Regions from separate parts of the Capra hircus genome. Here region 2 is linked to region 1. A link is a contact called in public Hi-C data. All regions are on one chromosome and are shown on one strand. The core of a region is the stretch at or near the end of the contact, and the rest is flanking DNA. Distances in the headings are between cores, read along the strand shown. Region 1 has its middle 8.7 kb from the start of RSPH3. Region 2 holds the start of LOC108636785 (rho GTPase-activating protein 20-like).

Evidence for each region. Hi-C and Micro-C count contacts between places; a contact is called where the count stands out from the background.
Region 2: a contact with region 1 is called in a Hi-C map of blood, with 3 times the contacts expected there. The contact joins the promoter of LOC108636785 here to the enhancer-like site in region 1. A contact is called at or near these places in 2 of 5 Hi-C or Micro-C datasets (both in blood).

The regions. Positions count from the first base shown.
Region 1 is chr9:82,639,641-82,644,868 of ARS1.2, reverse strand. No RefSeq gene overlaps it. Among named protein-coding and RNA genes, the nearest start is that of RSPH3, 8.7 kb to the right of the region's middle. Within about 2 kb of position 2,953, at least 1 of the 5 cell types and tissues checked has an H3K27ac peak or open chromatin away from gene starts, as enhancers often do.
Region 2 is chr9:82,745,346-82,750,091 of ARS1.2, reverse strand. It overlaps LOC108636785 (rho GTPase-activating protein 20-like), which reads left to right and starts at 1,836. Exons shown (of 4, transcript XM_018053536.1): 1 at 1,836-2,080. The coding sequence starts at 2,009.

The DNA of each region.
Region 1 (5,228 bases), core at 1,704-4,203:
CTCAGTGGATAAGACTCTGCCTGCCAATGCAGGGGACACGGGTTCAATGCCTGGTCCAGGAAGATTCCACAAGCCACAGAGCAACTAAGCCTGTTCACCACAACCAGTGAGCCCGCACTCTACAGCCTGCGAGTCCCCACTACTGAACCCGAGTGCCTGGAGCCTGTGCTCCGCAGCAAGACAAGCCACCGCAGTGGGAAGGCCGAGCGCCGCAACCAAGAGTAGCCCTCCGAGCCGCAACTAGAGAAAGCCCGCGCAAAGGGACGAAGACCCAGCATAGCCAAAACTCAAACAAACAATTTTTTAAACTGTTCTTATATGTATTCTTATTCATCTCAAGCTGGGCGAGCAGGCATAGTGGTCAGTGGGAATTTCTCTGCAAGGCCCTAGTACCCCAGATCAGCTATCAATGGCTTATCTATTCAAGAAGGTGACAGCACCCTGTATAAATACATCTCACTGAACCCGAAGTAAATGCATCCATAAGTCAACTTTCTCATATCCCAACCCCCAAAGCCCCATGGCCACTCCACAGCCATCCAAGGGCAGGGTGGTTGTGGGGGTCAGAGTGGAAGGAGACAGCAGTCTTAACTGATTACATTTTTAAATATCTTTTGCCAGACACAGATGTATAGAACAGTCTTTTGGACTCTGTGGGAGAGGGAGAGGGTGGGATGATTTGGGAGAATGGCATGGAAACATGTATAATATCATATATAAAACGAGTCACCAACCCAGGTTCAGTGCATGATACTGGATGCTTGGGGCTGGTGCACTGGTGCAAAGGGATGGTACGGGGAGGGAGGAAGGAGGGGGGTTCAGGATGGGGAACACGTGTATACCTGTGGTGGATTCATGTTGATGTATGGCAAAACCAATACAATATTGTAAAGTAATTAACCTCCAATTAAATAAATTTATATTTTAAAATAAAATAAAATATCTTTTGCAAATTTTTTCAAAGCCACATGACCATTGATACATTTTTGCCCCTGACCCTTCCTAAAACCTTAGGGGGAACCTGGGTAAGTAGAGGCTCTTAGCTCAAATGTCCTTTGCTTTTCAGTAAGGGCCACCCCTCCGTGTCCTAGCTTTTCGCTAAGAAAAGACTGAGGAAAATCATTCATGGCTCTTAAATTACTTCAGTCTTGCACCCACCCCATAATCACAGTCACAGAAGTTATCAGTTAAGTTATAGAGAGTGAAGGCTGAGCTCATAAGGCACCACGTTGGGGGCTTCAGGTATGTTCATTCATTGACACATCACAGCAACACAGAAATATTCCTCCCATGTTCAGATAAGGAAGCAGGCTCAGAATTACTAAGTGGCAGAGCAGGACCCAGGGCCAGCTCCCTGAAGCCCTTACTCTTTCTACCATAATGGCTGCTTCCTGAGGTCTCTTTTCCCTCCCATAACAAAGTGACACACACTTATAACAGAAAACATTTTCAGCACAGAGAAATAGAAGGAATTTTTAAAATTACCTATACTTGTAATGGTTTATAATTGTAAATACCTATACTGTAATTACAGTGACTGAAGCAATGAAATTAAAAGACGCTTGCTCCTTGGAAGAAAAGCTATGACAAACCTAGTTAGTGTATTGAAAAGCAGAGACATCATTTTGCTGACAAAGGTCCACATAGTCCAAGCTATGATTTTTCCAGTAGTCATGTATGGATGTGAGAGCTGGGCCATAAAGAAGGCTGAGTCCTGAAGAATTGATGCTTTTGAACTGTGGTGCTAGAGAAGACTCTTGAGAGTTCCTTGGACTTCAGAGAGATCGAATCCATCAATCCTAAAGGAAATCAACCATGAATATTCATTGGAAGGATTCATGCTGAAGCTGAAGCTCCAGTACTTTGGCTACATGATGCGAAGACGCAGCTCATTGGAAAAGACCCTGATGCTGGGAAAGATTGAAGGCAAAAGGAGAAGAGGGCGGCAGAGGATGAGATGGTTGGATAGCATCATTGACTTAATGGACATGAGTTTGAGCAACTCTGGGAGACCGTGACAGACAGGGAAGGCTGGTGGGCTGTATTCCACGTGGTTGCAAAGAGTCGGACACGACTGAGCGACTGAACAACAATACTTGTATTACACAGATACAACCGTAGTTAAGATTTTGGTATATTTCCAAGTTTTATGGAACCTAGAAATTGAAATTTTTTTATTAAATAAATGTATTTCCCCCATTTTTAAAGAAACATACATCCCTTGTCAAAAATATGAAAAATATTAAAAATTATATACAAACTAAAACACATCTGTATTAGTTTTCTAGGACTGCTATAATGAAGCAGGTGGCTTACACACCAGGAATTGATGGTCTCCTAGCTATGGGATCTAGAAGTACAAGATCACGGTGTGACTCAGGCTGGGTCCTTCTGAGGCAGTAAGGAAGTCTCTCCTGGCTTCTCCCCTAGCTTCTGGTAGCTCCCTTGGCTTTCAGAAACACCACACCACTGTCTTTATCTTCATGGGGCTTCCTACCTGTGGGGGTCTGTGCCCAAATTCCCCTTCTTAAAATGACACCAATCATACTGGACTAGGAGTCCACTATATTCCAATACGAATAGTTCCATAGTTCTAATTCAACTAACTCTACCTGCAAAGACCTTATCTCCAAGGTTCTGAAGGTTAGGACTTTAACATGAATTTGGGGGCGGGGGGAGAAAATTCAATCCATAACACCATTCCATGAGCCAAAGAAAATCAATGTTACAGTTTGAAGTGAAGTCTCTCAATCATGTCCGACTTTTTTGCGACCCCATGGACTATAGCCTACCAGGCTCCTCCATCCATGGGATTCTCCAGGCAAGAGTACTGGAGTGGGTTGCCAGTGCCTTCTCCAGGGGATCTTCCTGACCCAGGGAACGAACCTGGGTCTCCCGCACTGCAGGCAGACGTCTGAGCCACCAGGGAAGCAGTTTGCTGCTGCTGCTGCTGCTGCTGCTGCTGCTAAGTCGCTTCAGTCGTGTCCGACTCTGTGCAACCCATAGACGGCAGCCCACCAGGCTCCCCCTGTCCCTGGGATTCTCCAGGCAAGAACACTGGAATGGGTTGCCATTTCCTTCTCCAATGGATGAAAGTGAAAAGTGAAAAGGAAGTCACTCAATCATATCTGACTCTTCACGACCCCATGGGCTGCAGCCTACCAGGCTCCTCTGTCCATGGGATTTTCCAGGCGAGAGTACTGGAGTAGGGTGCCATCGCCTTCTCCAAGGGAAGCAGTTTAGCAGTTTCTAAAATACAACCACAAATTTTGACATTTCTCCTACTGAAAGTGGGATCTATGGCCCCTTTCCTTGAGTCTGGGCAAGTTAGCAACTGCTTTGAGCAGTGGCCCTAATTCTCAAGTCATCACAACCCAGGCACCAAACAGGAGAGTGGAAGAACTTCCAGAAGTTTCCAGCCTCTAACTATCAAATCATCTGCAATATGAGTCTTACCAACTGAGGCTCCAGGCTTCACAGGATAAACACAAACCACCCCCACGGCACCCTGTTCCAATTCCTAGCCCAAAGGATGTGGAGCCTGAGAAAATGATTATTACTGAAGCCACTTGTTTCTGGGGGAACTGGTTACACAGCAATAGTAACTAGAAATGTTATGATCTCAGCCTTTTTCCTGTTCCTTTATGAATATCGCTCCTGCTGAACTGAGTCACTAACTTCCTTGATGAAAAGGAAATGATAAATTGTGTATCTGCTTCTGAGATTTTCTTCAAGAAATAGAAAAATAGATAAGCTACATTTCTAAACATCAGCATCATATGTATACAATGAATGTGCTGGTTCCAACCACAGGTAACAAGGGGACATTCACAAGTCCCAGATGAGATCAAGCAAAGCTTCAGGCTGCGAAGGCTGCTAATACACGGTTTGCTCGTCTTGCCCAATTCAAAGTACCACAAGCCAGGCAAGCATCCAAGTTTGAAAGATGCAGAAAGCATGAGAGGTTCTTGGACATGAAACTGATCAGTACGCTGTGTTCAGATCTGTTCTGAGAAAAGGAGTGTTCAGTTCCTCTCAACACTGTATCTCAACCAGGTAAGCAGCTAAGACAATATTACCAGATGTTGGAAACCAAATCAGTTTTAAGCAGTCATCGAACTTGATATTCCTTCTGAAACAAGGGGTAAAGCATGTGGGAAGAGAAATACATTTTCTGGGAAATGGAAGTTACCTCAGGAGGAACAGTTCAGGGAAGCTTTGCAGGCCAAGTTTCACTCTCAGCCCCCAGAACTGACCAGACCACACAGAGGTCAACCAAGTAGCTACATTGTGGTCCAAAGTAAGGCTGGTCTCATGAGTCCTTCTGAATCATGGTTCCCTCATTACTGAGCTCTCATTTTGACTTCTCTTTTGTTACTGTTTTTGTGAGTGGTTTTTTTTTTTAATGAGGGACAGGATGGTCAATGGGCTTACCTGATAGCTCAGTTGGTAAAGAATCCACCTGCAGTGCGGGAGACCTGGGTTTGATCCCTGGGTTGGGAAGATTCCCCTGGAGAAGGGAAAGGTTACCCACTCCAGTATTCTGGCCTGGAGAATTCCATGGACTGTATAGTCCATGGGGTGGCAAAGAGTCAGGCACGACTGAGCGACTTTCACTTTCACTTCTTTCAGGAATGTCTGGTGCAAGGCTGCAGATCTAGAAGTAAATGCCATTGCCTTGAAAAATAATGGACTTTTTGAGTGCGAGGTTGTTCCCAACATTTTCCCTGAAAACTCTAATAGATGTTGTTTAATTGTCTTCTTATCTTGAGTGTTGCAGAAAAGCCTAAGGTCAGTGGGATTTTCATTCTCGCAAGGGGATTTGCTTCTTTTTGCCTGAATTTTCATAAGATCTGTCCTCTATATCCCTGTAATGTAAAAACATTGCCATTTGTTTTTCTTGGATTGTGGAGAACCCTCTTGATCTGTGTATTCAAGTACTAATACTTAGCTCAGGAAATAGTTGTTAAATTAAGTCTTGCTGTTCCTTCTATTGCACCATAGGAATAGCAGTCTTAGGTTGAATTATCTGCTCTGCTATATACCAACCATCTGTCTCAATGTGTGTGTGGTAGTCACTCAGTTGTGACTCCACAGACCACAGCCCACCAGGCTTCTCTGTCCATGGGATTTCCCCAGGTAAGAATACTGGAGTGGCTAGCCACTCCCTTCTCCAGGGGATCCTCAAGACCCAGGATCAAACCCAGGTCTCCTGCATTGCAGATTGA
Region 2 (4,746 bases), core at 587-3,086, 110 kb before region 1:
AATTGACTGTGGCCAGGAGCCGTGTGGAAAAACTCTTGGCCCAGCCAGACCCAACCAGCCACAGCAGCAGCCAGGTCAGAGAACAGCTGCTCTCCCCCAACCTGGGGGACGAGCCCCAAAGAACGGGGTGGAAATGCTATCCCAGAATAGATGCCAACACAGACTAATTGGCCAGAGGCTACATTTATTTCAGATGATCTCACCTTTCAATTGATAATCTCATTAATACTGCTGTGCGGAAAAGGCTGGAAGAGAAGCTGTTTAACTCTCAGAACTGAGAACCTATCCTAGTTCACTTCAGTTTCTCTTTTCCCGCACTGACATTGCTCTGTTCCTCCCATATTATTTCAATAAAGTTAGAAAGGATAGGCTACCCACTCCATTATTCTTGGGCTTCCCTTGTGACTCAGCTGGTAAAGGATCGGCCTGCAATGCGAGAGACCTGGGTTCCATCCTTGGGTTGGGGAGATCCCCTGGAGAAGGGAAAGGCTACCCACTCCAGTATTCTGGCCTGGAGAATTCCAGGGACTGTATAGTTCATGGGGTCGCAAAGAGTCAGACACGACTGAGCGACTTTCACTTTCAGATGGATGAGGCATGATGCTTTCAATATGCAACCTTAACACAGGGGCTTCATTTTAAATATTTAATAGATCCTCTGTATTCTGAAACTACCATAATGAGTGTGCTGCTGCTGCTGCTAAGTCGCTTCAGTCGTGTCCGACTCTGTGCAACCCCACAGACAGCAGCCCACCAGGCTCCCCTGTCCCTGGGATTCTCCAGGCAAGAACACTGGAGTGGGTTGCCATTTCCTTCTCCAGTGCATGAAAGTGAAAAGTGAAAGTGAAGTCGCTCAGTCATGTCTGACTCTTCGCGATCCCATGGACTGCAGCCCACCAGGCTCCTCCATCCATGGGATTTTCCAGGCAAGAGGACTGGAGTGGGGTGCCATTGCTTTCTCCGATAATGGGTGTAAATCTCTGCAAAGATAAGCACAGTGGTGTCTGCCCTTACTTCATGCCCATCCTTGTGTGCGGCACACAAACTACACTGGCATGAGATGCCCCGTTTGTACCAAATCCCACTGATGCTCGCAACAGCAGAGAGTATGATAGAACATCCGGGTAAATGGTAGCATCCAAAACCAAATCAGGCTGCTCGGAGAACTTGAAGAAATTATTGATTTTGAACCTTAGTTTCTTTATTTAGAAAATTGGGAGTTGGGACCAGGTATCTTTCAGGATGCCACTAAACCTTAAATTCTGAAGGATCTTCTGAATGACTGTCACAGTTACTGATAGAAAAGTATTTCTTAAGAAATCCGTGCGCTCTGTTGATCACCAATATGAATGGATTCAGCCAAAAAGGGGATCTTCACCAAGAAAAAAAAAATTTTTAATTAACTCTCTCAACTTCCCAGAAGTAAGCAAGTCATTCCTTCGCGCTTCTGTTCTCTTTGAAAACGTTTCTCTCTGCAGAGGCGGGGAGCCCAGCCCTCCGCCTTCACGCGAGGGGCTTGTACCGGCCACCTGTGCGCGCTATAAAAAGCAATCGCTCTGGAGCCACTTCCTACTGGACACTCAGGGGACTGCTTTCCATTCACTGGTCTGCACCGTTCTTTTGGGTAAGAGTGGCCAACAGTTGATGGAATCTTCTGCAATGAGAGATGCTGGGCGACCCGTTTTGGGCAAGTCACATTTGCTGAAAACAGACCCTTGTGGCATGAAGTTCTTTAGAATTCGGCAGGTCAGACCAAGAGCAGGGTGAAAGAGACAGAGAGAGAGAATGAAGGAGCGAGAACTCGCAACTTTCTAGCCAGTTGGCAGATAGAGCGAGTCCCTGAGACAGAGGGCAGGCGCATGCGTGGAAGCGCCTGAGCCCTCGGCTGGGAACAGCACTTCTGACTGCACCACCGCCCGGAAAGACCAGCGTGGGTCCGGGCTGCTCAGGTCCAGTGTGGTCGTGAGACTCTGAGCTCAGCTCCTGGCTCTTCTGGAGCTGCCCCAGCATGCCTGGTCCCCAGGCTCCGAAAGCACCCCCAGGGAAAAGCCGTGATGGGGTCCCCGCTGCAAAAAGCATGGTGAGTAGGGAGACTTAAGCCTGAAGGTCCACTGGGCACTCAGATACTAAGGGGAGTCGAATATAGCAAGTCTTCCCCCCGCCAAAGGGGACTAAAAATAGACTCCAATTTAAAGGTCATTATTCAGAACAGTATATATTGGTTGACCCAAAATTGATTTATGTAGCTATCTAGAAGAATATATTAATATGAAGATCTGCAATAATCTCTACTGGAATGTTAACCATGGTTAGTTAGCATGTAAGAATTTTTGTCCATTGTGCATTTTCACTGTTTATGTATTAGCCATATTTTCTGTTTTTCTACTGTGAGCATTGTATATCCTAACCCCCGAATCTACACCTTTCCTCTTTACGTTGTTGGTGTCTTCTGCCCTTTCCTGTTTATTCTTTTTAGCTCTTCCTCTAAGTACTGGGGGTAGGTCGCACTAGATACTGTGATAAAGAGCTCTCAAAGTGATTTTTTAAATTCACTTTAAAAGAAACATTTAGCATAGAAGAGAAAAAGCAAGTCTTCACATTTTCAGGAACATAAATCTCTGAATTGAGCTTACAGTCAAGAACAGTCATAATTCTGCATACAGAGCACCGGCCCGGCAGTAGGCATGATGTTAAATGATTGTGATTTGTTAATTCATTTACAAATGATGTTAAATTGAAATCAACAGTTGCTTGTTGATGCTAGATCAATTTAACACTTGTTAAGTGAAATGAAACTTCTGTTTATTTAAGGAGTGGATTTCTTTCTTAAAGATGATTCTGTCGTGTTCACATGAAATGATATATCTTGGAGCAAAGGGAAGGAGAAGGGATAAGAGGTTTAAATTTAGACCACCTCAGCCAAATTTAAAGGGGCCACAGGAGCACTTGACCTTGGCCCAGATTCAGGCCAGAAGTCATTAGGAAAAAACTCAACCACCCCAGAAGAGACAAGGCTAAGGATTTGTGTCACCTCTTGGGACAGCAAGAGCGTGACTCTGTCTGAAGTAGACCCACCAGGAATCTTCCATCTCAGCTGGCCGGTGTTCTTGGAAACGAAGCTTTAGGGATTGTTTCTTCTTTGTAACTGCACTTAGCAACTGCCCTCCACGTAGACACTTGTGCAGGTGGCAAGCATGGATCAAATGCAGGCACGTGGAGGACCTTGGGCCAACCAAACAGAGGAGCCCATGGCTGGGAGAAGCCCAGCACAGACTCTGGACGGTGCAGTGAGGTCACAGGTGTCCGGGGAGTACAGAGTGGAGGGCTTCCCCTGGGGAAACAGGGGGCTTCTAGAAGAGATGCCCTGGGCCAGGTCTTGCAGGAAGCATAGGAGTTTGCCAGGCAGAGAAGGGACTTGCAGGCAGGGGAACATCTGGCCACAGACCTGGATGGAAGGTGTGTCCAGGATGTGCTGTTGGGATGCAGGGCCTGTGCTCCAGGTGGGACTCACAGCTCTCCTGCAGGAAAGTGACGTGTTCAGATCTGCGGTTTAAGTGACAACCTGGGGGATTTCCCTCCAGTCCAGTGGTCAGGACCTCACTTCCAATGCAAGGGGTGTGAGTTCAATCCTTGGTCCGGGATCTAGGATCCTACCTGCCTCTCTCAGCCAAAAAACCAAAACAGGAAACAGAAAAGATATTATAAAAAAAATTCAATACAGACCTTAAAAATGGTCCACATTTTAAAAAAAAATTTAAGTGACAATCTGGCAATAATAGAGAGTGTGAGTTGTAGGGGATGGAGAGCAATGGCAGGACACCTCCTGGTCTTGATGTTCCTGCAAAAAGAGGAGCAAGAAATACGAGGGCCTGGGTGGGAGCCCAGAGGATGAGGCGCTTTGTGGGACATTCTGGAGGAAGAAGTCAACAGGGCTCACTGTCAGATGAGGAGGAGTGGATGTGGGAAATGCGCCAGCGTACATGCACAAAGCTTTTGAGGGGGAAAGGTTGAAAAACTGACTATTAGTTAATAACAAAACTTCTCATTTGCAAGAAAAGAAAGACTAGTTAGAGTTCAACTTTTTAAATCATAGAGCAAAAGTAGTCTAGGGCCTATAATTTCAGGAGCATTAGTTCAGACAGGCTTCTTTTAAGAACCTTCTGGACGCTGTGGTCCCAGCATTTGAGTGGAAGCAAAAGCGAGCTAATTTTTTTTTCCTTCTTCGTCTCTAAATGGTGGTGTTCCTTGCTGAGGATAATGACCTCAAAATTGCAACAGTATCAGATTCTGGAAGGAAAGATAGAGGGACACCGGGGACACGTGGAAGCCTATTTGATTTGAAAGAGCTCATTCAGGTCACCAACCTGCAGCAGCGGCTCGTGTACCCAGCCCAGCCCTCACCCTCCACCCTCCGTTCACCACTGCCTGGGGGCTGGCGTGGGGTGGAGGGAAGAGCCTTACCCCTTCTGCTGTTTCTTTGTAATGATAAACTCTGGCTTTTCTCTTTATTGCCTAGTTTCTTTCCATTGTGTGTAGCCTTTATTAAAAACAAAGGCCACGATGGCCACAGGGAAGCCACCAAGTAAAAGGTCTGATTCTCTGTCATCACCCCGGGCTGGGGCCCTCCCAGGGAGAGTGAGCTGCTCTCCCAGTGCCACCTGGTGCCCCCACTGGTTGTAGCCAACCACTTTGGATCAGGCTGTGATACACCCGTTAGGCTTCACCACAAGTGAAGGCCACCATCCC